2 separate regions of the Pan troglodytes genome follow, and region 2 is linked to region 1. A link is a contact called in public Hi-C data. All regions are on one chromosome and are shown on one strand. Each heading gives the region's core, a stretch centred on a gene start, on an enhancer-like site or on the middle of the called end of the contact. The rest is flanking DNA. Distances are from core to core; before and after follow the strand shown.

Region 1 (2,709 bases), core at 189-2,688:
GAGGGGAATGGAGTTCAGGCATCACTAAATATGTTATGGGGCGAGAGGAAGCTCCGCAAAGCCAGGCCGTGAACAACTTGAGACCTTAGCAGGGTTTGATGAATGAGTAAACGAACAAATGAAGGTACTAGGAAAGGCAAAGAACATCCAGAGGACTGAGAGCTCTGGGCCTCCTGCACGTCTCCAGAGGGCAAGCCGATCACAAGCAGTTGGCTTTCAGAACCAGCTGGGTAAACCCGATTATCCAGCCCTCCTGCCCCACAGCGAGCCTAATCATTAGATTATCCGACACCTCCACCCCCGCGCTACCACCTCCTGGCCCAGGGCTTCAGGGCAGGCGCTTCGCCCCAGCCCAGGTGCTCTACACCAAGGGACCGTGGAGACTGAGATGCGCCCTCCCGAGAGGGACGGGCGGCAAGAGCCCTCTGCGGTGCCTCACAACCGGGTCCGCAGGCGGCGCAGCCTCCCCGGCCGCCAACACCCTGCTCTCCCTCCGCAACGCCCGATTTCCCTTCTCTCTGTTTTGAAACATTTAGGTCCAACTTAGTCTGAATTACAGGCGCTCCGTCCCTTTCGAATGGGGCTGGAAGTGAGGGTGCCAGGGGCACTGGGGGCTCTGCTCGGACGCGAACGGGTACACGAGTCCCTCCTTCCCTGTCGCCACCGCCGTGTCCACCAAGCCTGCCTCGGGGTTCTCCCTCTCGGAGCCGCCGGGCCGGGAGCTCCCGGACGCCGCTGCAGTACCCGCGGCCCCAGCCCCGGGGAGCCTTCAGCAAGGCGGCGAGTGTTACCCCGCCAGCTCCCCGGCCAGCCGGGCGCCTTAGAAAGAAAGGGAGGGACCCCAGTCCTTGGGGGCGTCTTCCTCCCTGCTGCCTCGGTTTGCGTTGCGCTGCAGCCATTTTCCCACCCCCAGCTAGGCAGCCGAGAGCTGTCTCGGTCCCGTTCCCACCCAGACCCAACCTGAAGGACGGGTTTAATATTTACCTACTGGCCCGGGAGCTCCGGGGAGGCAGCAGGAGGGCGCGCCGCGAACCCAGCGCCCAGCCCACGGAAGCACGCCCACCCCCGCACCACTGAGCGGTGCCACTTAATGAATGAGTGCGGCGGGCAAGGAGGAGCGTCCCCCTTACCTGAGCAGCCCCTGCATGCTGGAAAGGCGGCTCTGCACTCTGGGTACAATGGGATCCGGTTAAACAGTTTCCTTCACAGCCGCTCGTAGGTTACTAACTCGCAGGTGACATCACCCTCTCCTCGCCTGATAGGATACAAAGTGGCTCCCACTGCGCATGGACGCTCCGGTCGGGCGCGCAGACTCCTGGGAGTAGTAGTCCCAATCTATTAGCGGAGCCGGGACAGCTTTGCTGTCGGGACTCGTGGAACTACATCTCCCGACACACTCCTCGGCCCTTCTGCCCCGCCGCTTATTCCCGCCCCCTTCAGGACCCGCCCCCTCCCAGCCTTACAGCCTTGCAGTGTTAGCGGTGGTCGTTCCGAAGCCGAGCTGCGGACCGCACGGGAGAGTGGGAGGGCTGCCCTGCGGTCGTGTCTGTTGACTTGACCTCTACTTTGCCCGGCGCGGGCTCTGAAGGATCGGAGAGGTCCGGGGCTCGCGTGGTCCGGCCAGGCTCGCTCTAACTGGTCTTTCTTGGTCCCTGCTGGGAAGGGACGATTAAGACTTTTCTGCCTTCCCCAGGCGTAGCAGCTAATTCAGAGGGCTTACTGTTTTCTGGGTTAAATACGGTCCTCGAATTCTCCCCGCTCAACACTTCCAGAGGATGGGGCGACGCCGGTCCCAAGGCGGAGGAATCTCCTTGTACCTCCTCAATTCACCTTTCTCTTTTCTGCTTCCCGTTTAACGGAGACAAGGTGACCAGGCAGAACGCGGGGAACCACTTAGTCGGCTGAGCTGACAGAATAACGGAGGTTGTCACTACCAGAAATGCGGTGTGATAGACTAGACAGTCGCCGCAACCCTCCGTCAGGGCGCCTGCTGCTGCTGCAAAGATAATACTATCGTGCAGCCATGCTTTTGTTCATCCCTGCAGCAGACTTCCCGCCCTGGTGGCTCTCCACTCCCAGGAAGAAAACGTCCTTGTCTAAAGTTTTAATAATTGTGTATCTATGTATACACATGTTTTTAAATCCACAACACTCTCACCTCATTTTCCATACCTTTTCAAATATTTTTATAAAGACATTAAACCAAACAACATCGTGCCGTTCAAGAATTGCCCTGCTCTTAACACACCTAAATATTTATTTAAAGGTAAGCAAAAGGTGTGTAGCAGAATTCTGACCCTTTAGGCAGGTTGTATTGTTAATACATAATTTTTTCCGTGGCATTTTTCATTATTCAGTGAATACCAAGTGTCTATTAATATGAAAAGAATCAATGCATTTAGTTACTCGAGTTGTAAATGTAAATTTTAATGGCATTTGATGTGTCTCAATTCCATATAATGATCAGCTCACACACCCGTTCCACTAGCAAAATCTCTAGAAGACTGTGCATCTTGTGAAAAAAAGGTTCACAATTAAGATTTCAGACAACTCCCTACTGAAGTGTTGGTGGAACTCTTCTTATCATTTATTTTCTCCTTTCATTCTGCAACACTAAGTTGGGTTCAAGTGAAAAAATATTTATGAAATTAGTTGAGGATCTCAGGGGAGAGGAAATGCTTTGTTTTGCTCAGAGAGATGTTTAGCGAT
Region 2 (2,700 bases), core at 14-2,513, 160 kb before region 1:
GTGGCGATGCAAGGCCAAGGAACAGTAACAATAGGGAGGGCTGAAACTGCCACTAATGAAAACCAACTGGCTGTGAAAACATCTATAATCACGAGGAGAGCTCTGCTTGTAAGAAAAAAAATAAATTAGTTCTGTGTCCTTTTCACACCGAGTTGAAGAAACCATTTTATGGTGTAGTTCTGCTGAGTCCTTCTGTTTTGCATTTAAAAGAAAAGGAGTTGAAAATCAGAGCGAGAACAATACTTGAAGTATCAGATTTGCATTTCATTAGCTCCCCATATGGAGCACAGAACTTCTTGCTTTTGAAATTGTATATATTTATGCTCCTCAACCCCCAGAGGCTGTCTGGACTAAACACTAGCTCTAATTCAAAACAATTTTGGTTTCTCTTAATGTGGCCCACAAAGAGACTGGAGACTTTAATGGCTAGCACTTAAGAAAATCTACCTGTCAACATAATGCTATGCACGCGTCCTGTTGGATCAAAGAAACCCTACCTTAAGGGAAAGGGGAGAAAGGTACCCCGCCCTCAGGGATGGTTCTATAGGTTGCAGAGTTCTTAGTATCATCTGTCATCCACAGAATCAGTCTCTAATCTCTGTAATTAATTGCTTTTAAAGCTTGGCAGTGTTCTGAAGTGCCAGAGGGTGGCAACTTTTGAGATATCTACTCCAACTTTCTTTACAAGGCAGGAAACAAACCAGCCATCTTAAAACAGTATTCAAAACTCCAGGTTGCTCTACTCAAGTATTTCAAAAATTTGCCAAGAGAATTGGAACATCCAGGCGTAATTAAAATAAGTTAAGGATGGATGGCTAGATCAGCCTTAGCTCTGCTTCAGTGGATTTAGGCCAAATCCCCCTACTTTAGAGTAGCTTTTTGTGGTTTACTACACCCAGGCTGCTGTGCTAAGTGAGCATCTGGAAAAAAAGAACGGCAGAACACTTCATAAAATTGTGTTTTAGGTGGGTTCATTTTGCAATATAAACCTGCTTCCAAGTTTCTGTCTCCCCCGCTGCCACCCCCAGGCCTTTGGCAGCGAGGTCTGTTTTGGGGAATAAAACAGAGTAAATTTTAAATTGCTACATGTCACCCATGCACACATACCAGTAGAAAAGTTGCTTATTCCCTGAGGACCTGAGGAACGTCTCTAAGACGTGCCCATTCTACTCTCTTCCCATGAAAAGTATGGTCCCTGGTGCCCTGGAGCTCCCCATTCAAATGCACACCTTTTAGGCCATCTCTTTCTGAGAGCTTTGAATGATTTGGTCACTCATGCTGCAAATATCCTACTCACTCAGGCATGGGGAGTGCTGGCACCTCCTCCCTGCCTTGGCCTCTTTCCAACTGCCTGCTTGGCTCCAGAGAAAGCTGTGGCAGGTGCCCCTGACCAAAAGGTCCACTGACATTTGTAAAATATGAAGAAGACCTTTAAGATATAATCTTAAATACTGTGAACACAAGCGTTCATTAAAATACAGCCCATGGAATACGCCACAGGCTTTCACTGTGGTGAACTTTGGTGTAATGATGGCATTGCCAGGAAATAAATCCTAGACAGCAAGATAAGAAATAGAGAAGTTCACCAGTCTCTGGGAATGAAATAATCAGGAAAGAAAGATAGTAAGTGTGAGAAGGTAGGAAATGCTGACACAGAAACATTCCTATTCATTGTCCCCAAGCATAAAATCAGCCTTCAAGGGCTTCTTCATCTCTCTCCAGGCTGTCGTTAGTCATCAGGTCTCACCTGGACAAAAGAGGCCCTTATCTGATGGCTGCCCTGGTCCAGCTGTTAACCCCTTCTAACCTGTCCTGCGAAACCAAAAGACCAAACTAAAAAACCTTATTAAACAAACACACAGTGTCCTCCTACTGAACAAAAGGCACCAGTTCTGATCCCATGGATACATAAATAGGACACTGACTGGGCAGCTCCCATGCAGGCACCCTTCCCGGGGCTGCACACATCCTAGGAGGAATTCTCACCTGCTGCTGCAGGGCTGCTACCCTCATGATCTTCATTTTATAGATGAGGAGGTTATGATGTGATTCTGGGCTGACTCATGCCCTTATAAATGCACAATGCCTGAATTTCGGGCTCTCCTGCCTGGTTTCATTCAATCCAATTGATAATTTTCTGCCGGGATTGCAGGGCTCTCTACTAACTGTGCTTATGTCCCTCCCACATCATTGCTGCTGCACGCCTCCTTGACACCACCTTCCCGGCCCCTCCTCTTGTCATATAACAGTCCTTGCCTTTGAGGCCTACTTTCTACAATAAGCCCTGCTGGTGCCCCTCCTACATGGCCGGGCTCCATGTCCTTCAGTCAGACCAGTGTAAGCCCTGAAGTGCGCACAAATCTTCTCACAGGTGTCATTTTTCTTCTCCAATTAGCCATGTGCTTTCAAAGGCAGCAACGTTATCTTAACTTTTGGTACGTCCTATGGCACTCAGCACAGTGCTGGGCAAAAAAATGCTCCAAAGTGGTGACTAAGAGAAAAAGTATTGAACACGTTTTCCTACTTCTTTCTCCTTTTATGTCCCCAGCTCCTTTTGTGCATAGTAATAAATTGCCAACAAAAAAGGAAGAATGAAAAGTAAACTGCTGATTGGTTAAAAAACTAAATAAAATACAAATTATAATTAAATCTGCCTAATTTTTTCACTTGTACCACAACATTTAACATGTCATTCTGTGC

What was found. A called contact is a pair of places that touch in the nucleus more often than the background predicts.
Region 2: a Hi-C map of stem cell-derived neural progenitor cells shows a contact between it and region 1, with 1.8 times the contacts expected there. The contact joins the enhancer-like site here to the promoter of DAAM1 in region 1. A contact is called at or near these places in 1 of 7 Hi-C or Micro-C datasets (stem cell-derived neural progenitor cells) and 1 of 1 datasets of contacts at active chromatin or transcription factors (stem cell-derived excitatory neurons).

Annotation. Positions count from the first base shown.
Region 1 is chr15:57,185,925-57,188,633 of NHGRI_mPanTro3-v2.0_pri, reverse strand. It overlaps DAAM1 (dishevelled associated activator of morphogenesis 1), which reads right to left and starts at 1,438. Exons shown (of 24, transcript XR_010151139.1): 1 at 1,131-1,438.
Region 2 is chr15:57,341,309-57,344,008 of NHGRI_mPanTro3-v2.0_pri, reverse strand. All of the region lies in intron 16 of DAAM1 (dishevelled associated activator of morphogenesis 1), which reads right to left. Among named protein-coding and RNA genes, the nearest start is that of GPR135, 120 kb to the left of the region's middle. Within about 2 kb of position 1,263, at least 6 of the 24 cell types and tissues checked have an H3K27ac peak or open chromatin away from gene starts, as enhancers often do. A contact at or near this core is called in stem cell-derived neural progenitor cells, where this site is marked.